2 separate regions of the Gossypium hirsutum genome follow, and region 1 is linked to region 2. A link is a contact called in public Hi-C data. All regions are on one chromosome and are shown on one strand. Each heading gives the region's core, a stretch centred on a gene start, on an enhancer-like site or on the middle of the called end of the contact. The rest is flanking DNA. Distances are from core to core; before and after follow the strand shown. Region 1 holds the start of LOC107891023 (type I inositol polyphosphate 5-phosphatase 8). Region 2 overlaps LOC107891025 (ras-related protein RABE1a).

The links. A called contact is a pair of places that touch in the nucleus more often than the background predicts.
Region 1: a contact with region 2 is called in a Hi-C map of fibers, with 1.8 times the contacts expected there. The contact joins the promoter of LOC107891023 here to the enhancer-like site in region 2. A contact is called at or near these places in 5 of 34 Hi-C or Micro-C datasets (fibers and leaf).

Annotation. Positions count from the first base shown.
Region 1 is chrD09:46,010,578-46,013,554 of Gossypium_hirsutum_v2.1, reverse strand. It overlaps LOC107891023 (type I inositol polyphosphate 5-phosphatase 8), which reads left to right and starts at 1,290. Exons shown (of 11, transcript XM_016815653.2): 1 at 1,290-1,553; 2 at 2,677-2,720; 3 at 2,822-2,906. The coding sequence starts at 2,691.
Region 2 is chrD09:45,969,861-45,973,033 of Gossypium_hirsutum_v2.1, reverse strand. LOC107891025 (ras-related protein RABE1a) reads right to left here. Exons shown (of 9, transcript XM_041100966.1): 6 at 2,948-3,045; 7 at 2,774-2,836; 8 at 2,600-2,692. It overlaps LOC107891026 (a long non-coding RNA gene), which reads left to right. Exons shown (of 2, transcript XR_001682113.2): 1 at 1-48; 2 at 136-858. Among protein-coding and RNA genes, the nearest start is that of LOC107891025, 3.7 kb to the right of the region's middle. Within about 2 kb of position 1,898, at least 6 of the 9 cell types and tissues checked have an H3K27ac peak or open chromatin away from gene starts, as enhancers often do. A contact at or near this core is called in fibers, where this site is marked.

The sequences.
Region 1 (2,977 bases), core at 41-2,540, 41 kb before region 2:
AAACAATAAAATTTCGTAAAAGAAAAAAAGTCAACCATAATAATTACACAAGACTGCAAGTTGGACAAATCAAGCAGCTGACATAATTAATTAAAATGGCAGCAAAATTCTGAATCCTTAATCACAAGTTTATATATGGTTTAAAATGGATTAGTTCTAATTACTGTATATATATATTTTATAGATTAAGCTAATATATATATATATATCAAAATTTGATGGTTAAATTTATTGGATATTATGTGATCCAAGGTGTCTCTTAGAGCGTTAATGAAGTCATCAAAGGTTTTTTTTGGTTGGGAACTAGAAGAAGGTAAGAGGTATATAACATTTTTTCTTTAGCTCTGATAGGTAATTGGATCCAGATGTACACGGATGGAGTCGTTAAAGCAGATTCATGCTTCGCAATTGCAGGAGGAGTTATGCGATATTAGAACAGGAAGTGGATTTTAGGCTTTAACCAATGTTTGGGGACGTGTTCGGTCTTGGAAGCTGAGTTATGGGTCATCTTTAACGACTTGACCCTTATCTTGGATCAAGGTCATGACAGTGTGCTGATTAATATAGATAGTATGAAGGTAGTTCAGGCTATTCGAGATAATTATTCAAGGGACTCAAATTCTACTCTGATCAGACGAATTTAACAGCTGTTGACTACAACACAACAGTGACAAATCCAACATATTTCGAGAGAAGAAAACGAAGTTGCAGACCACCAAACAAAAAATGGCTTGTTGCAATAATAGTAATATTAAACTGTTTGATCAACCCACAAGGGGGTTTTAGACTAGGCTTAGTATTTTCTTTGTTATGTTTTTTCACAAAAAAAAATATTGAATATTATTAATTAAAGATGACTATGTGAATTCATTGGATTAAATTATAAATTTATTATCGATTTAAAAGTAAATTAAATATTAAATATATATTGGATATAATTGTTTAATTATTATTAGAAGAAATTAATTGAGTCTTAACTCGATTAACAATGACATTATTATTAATTTAGGATGATGTGAGTTTAAATGCATTAAAGTACATTATCCCTCTATTATGGATTAAAGAGGAATATTAGTAATTTTAGATTAAAAATATCTTTCTAGTTACAAGGTGACTTTCTATCAAAATTAAGTATTAAAAACATTAAGCTTAACATTTAAGTGAGGATGCGTACATAGAAGTAGTTTGGACTTCAATGTATAGCTTGGTGTTTTATTTATTTATTTTAATCTCTCTTTTTTTCCCTTTTTCCCAGCACTTTATATTTATAAATTAGAGAAGCAACCGCCCCTTTTGGCTTTTACGAGGAACTCCTCCAAGAACTTGGCTCTGCATTTCTTCTCGCTTTTCCTTGTAAAACAAAACAAAGCATTCGGGGAAGGCTAAACAGTCGGAAAAGGATACATCAGGATCCAAGATTGAGAAAAAAGAGGCACCCTCTTTCAATTTCATACTCCAATATAATCCCCACCCCCTCCCCCACCCACCCTTTTTTCCTCTGATACTTCACCATCTCCATTTTCCTTTTTGTCTACTTCTGCATCCTCATAATTGTAAGTATTTCTCAACTTTTCATCTGGGTTTAGCATCTTTTTTTACTCTCCCTTTTTGTTTGGCATGCACTTATTTACTTCAGTTAGGAGGTGTTAGATTTTAAATGGTGTTTTTGGTTTCACGTTTATTGTGTTCCTCTATTATCTCTTTTGATCAAGTTATTACCCAATGACCACCCTTGCTTCAAGAAACCACTTATTTGCATTTGAAGATCCTTTTGTTTCATTGGCCGGCCGCTTTGTGGGATCTCCGTTTGTCTCTGCCATTTAGTTCCCTTTTCAAATTTTCCTATCATCCCAAACATGAGATTATGACCTTATCTTCAGGTTCTTGTAAAGTTCCTTTCATTCCCCTATCTTCATGTCCTTCACTAACAACTCAGATTCATTCTTCAAACATCCTTCACTTTCCACTTGCGTTCATAATTGAGAATCAGCTTTCAATCCCCCCCCACCTTTTTCCCTTTTTCCCTTTTTCTTTTCATCTTTCTGAATCATGCAATAATATTTATATAGTCAAGTACAGACGTACCAAATAAAAAGGCCAAAATAATTTTCCCAGATGTATTTTACCAGAGACTTTGATGATCCGATCCGATCCTTAAAAATCTGTTTCACCTATTTTCCACCCTGTAATCCTCTCTGCAAAGACGGCTAAAAGCTTTAAAGCCTTTCTTTAAACCCAATATTTACAAAAAAGAAGGATGAACCTGACCTATTATCCATCTCTAGCACCCTTTATATTATATTGATACTACGTTTTCTTTCTTTTTAAACTATTCTTTTTCCGTCTACGTTTCTTCGTTGGAAGCTGTCTCCATTTCTCCTGCAACTAGTTCTTTCATATTGCGTTGAATTTCTCTATTTAGTTGAGCCTTCCTAACCATTTTCACTCAAAATATAGATAAATTAATACCCAAAGCCTTTTTGCTTCCAACTCTTATATACCGGATTAGCCGACCTTTTTATATATATAAATATTAAACGCTTTCTCTATTTAATTCACAATACTATAAAATTTTCCCCGGAAAATCTCCACATTTAATAAACTGATTAATCCACAATTGGATTTAAAAATCCGCCAACTTGTTTCTGATCTTCATTTTAAAATTTCCCGGCTCAGGCGCTCAATCAACTATGAGAACAGATATGAGAAAAAACTCCAAGGTATGCGCCTTTTCTTCTTGCCCGATTTATCCTTCGCCGGATTTTGATTAATGGGTAAGTGAAAATCTTAAACTCTGTTTTGTTTTTTTCTTGGCTGTTAGTCTTCGTGGCCTAAAGTAATCGCTCGAAAATGGCTGAATATACCGAGTGGAGCTGACGAGTTTCAGTCCGATTACGCCGTAAACGGTAAAATCCCATCTCGTCGTGTTTCATTTAAAATTTTATTCATAGATTTGGTTTATTGATTCAAAGAACGG
Region 2 (3,173 bases), core at 649-3,148:
GAGCATTGCCACCCTTGTTATGGCTCCTTTCGCTGCTTTTCTTGACAGGTATATTCTTCTTCTTCTTTCTCTCTTGAACTCCATTCATGTCATTTTTACCTTTTTAACGATCTACTCCTCTTTTTTGTTTGACAGGAAAATGAGGCCTAAGATGACCATGAGAGTCTTCATCCAAATAATGGTGCCATAATTCGAATATCATTTTATTTTTGAACACAATATCTGGAAATTGCATGGTTGCAGGGTATTGTATGTTTAGGACTTGCTTATTAGATTCAAGGGATGATAATGAAACACAGAGGTCCAGTATTTGTGACAGCTTTTAGTCCCCTATGCATGATTATTGTAGCCATTTTGTCCTCTTTCATTCTGGCTGAACACAGAGGAGTAGATTGTTTGGATGAAGATTCTCATGGTCATCTTAGGCCTCATTTTCCTGTCAAACAAAAAACAGGAGTATATTGCTAAAAAGGTAAAATGGGCATGAATGGACTTTAAGAGAGAAAGAAGAAGAAGAATATACTTGTGAAGAAAAGCAGCGAAAAGAGTCATAACAAGGGTGGCAATGGCATGGCGGTAAACATCCAGTACGTAAATTGCTCATCCCCAGGATTAATGCAAACCTAACTTGCAAGAAAACTGCAGCAAAGAATGGCTTATACCTGCCTCCTAATGAACCATCTACTTGGTTCTCCATTTTCATCTTATCGATTTATGACTTCACTCTCCAATTCAATTGTTATAATATTAACTTGTAAAAACAGCCAAGTTTGTTGAGGAGATGAACTCACGAGGATGAGGAATTTTATGCTATCTCTTTCTTCCTATTTATATGCTAAAGGTAATACACTTTTAATATCTTGATTGGGTAATAATTTTTAGAGGATAATTAATATAAATTTCTAATGAAATTAGGATGGATGGTCTTTGTACCATTGAATATCTTGAACATGGATTAAAAATTATACTATTTATTATCCAAAATTTTATCACGGTTAGGGTCGGGAACATTTAATGGCTGCCTCTACCTCGTTAAATTATTTTTCAAAGAGATTTTATTTTATTAAAATATGGAATATATTGTAATTTCCTTTTTTTTTAAGTACACAGGCATTATTATTTTTTCTGTCCCAAAAGTTAATGTTTAAAGACTTTTCTATTAAAAAGAGATTCCCTGTCTATTACATTACTATTAAAAAGACTGCATTGCTCCCTGTCTGCATTGCATTATTGCATACTATTAAAAAGAGATTCCCCTCAGTTGGGTATTCATAATTTCCAGTAAGTCTTCCTTTTCTCGTAAAGGAGCCGAAAAAGATATCTCGGAAACCAGAGATAAAGAGGAAAAAAATAAAGCGGCCTGACATACCCTGTTGCTCCAGAACCATTATTTTAATTGTGATTAATTCGGATATAGTGACACCGCCTGTTCATCAATTTGACTCGGTTGTGATTATTCAGTATTGGCTAATAATTACCATCTAATCAATTTTGATTCTGTTAAGCTTTATAGAGCAAGTTGAGGAATAAAAATATACAACAGTTGAAACGAATCAAGATAAACATGACAACACAACTCATCCAAATGCCCCAATTGTTTGTGATATCAGAAATACGTCTTTGTAAGCTTAGTAGTGAGTTGTAACAAATAATGATGCTACCTACCAAAAAAAATAAAGCAGCATTACCAGGTGATTAGGCAATGCAGTATAACAAAGTACATTCCATCCCGTCATTGCAATGTTAAATGTTACCTAGGCCAAGGAGCCTACCATCCTCCTCAATCCCATCATCATTAACAATGTATATTTGGGATAACCACGGTTAAGGTCATAAATCAATCGAGGCTAAGCGAGTTTACTTGGGTCTAAGGCTTATTCTTACCTATCTATCGAACGGGAACTTTTTCAAGGGGGAAATCAATCGATCCTAATCTGAGTTTTAACTCAGTCCAGATGAGAGGAGAGGTAAAGGATTAGCTTGAACACGATCCTTTCATTTTGGAGACATAAACTTCACAAATCTATTGATTCAATTATGCTCCAATTCTTGGCACGATTTCATGTGGTTCACCAATTTACCAGGGCTGTTCTTAGTTTCAAATTTCGAACATCAAAATGGTAGGCAGATTTGCCTTCAAGCACGTTATTTAAACAAATAATCTAATATAATTAATATTGCAAAATACCAAGATCTAATAACATTTCACACCAGACAGTAGCAGCTGTAAAATAATGATATGCAGGAGAATATAAACAAATTAGTTGTAACAAATTAGTTTTCCCAGGATCAAAATGGCACCATAGAGAAGAAAATGTACCCTTCAGATCTCATCCGCAATGTAGTTTGTTCAAGCTCCACAGCAAGATGATTTTTGAGCAGCTGCCGCAGCCCCAACTCCCTGGTCTTGTTGGTTAATTTTGATTGCCTGTGGCTGTAAAGACCCAGAAAAAGTTAATAAAAAGATAACGATATATGTAAATTAATTAGAATAGTTATCACAAGAGACGTGTGTAAAAGAAAAGGATTTGCACAATGATCAAAAGTACTGCATATATGTTACGAGAAAAGTTGATAGTTCGAGCACAAGAATCCATACCTCAGCCTTTGAGTCAGTGTCAGCAAGTCTTTGCTTGATGTCCCTGGCTATTGAAAAAAAAACCTCCTCGACATTTAAGTTTGTTTTTGCACTCTGCAAGATATAGTTACTCTTAAGCATATAGAAATATCAACTACAAAAGTAACTACAGCATCTGCAGTAAAAATTACATACAGTCTCAAAGAACTTGATGCCATATTCGTCAGCAAGAGCTTGGCCCTTTGAGGTAGGGACAGCCTGAAAAAGAAGTTCCTCGATAGACTTAAGAAAAATATCCAATATAGTAAACAAAGGGGTAAACAAAAATGCATATAAAGATGCACAAAGTACGAGAGGGAAAGAACAGACCCTTTTACTTTCATCCATGTCAGCCTTATTACCCACCAGAATCTTGTTCACATTGTCTGAAGCATGCTGTTCAATATTTCGAATCCAGTTTCTAATGTCTAAGAAAAAATTAACATTAGTCGAGTTGATAGGAAAATTAAGGACTAAAATTTCAAATCAATGGATAAGAAGTATACTCCCAAGTTCCAGTAACAAGAAAATTAGGTCGAAAACATTTCTAAATATT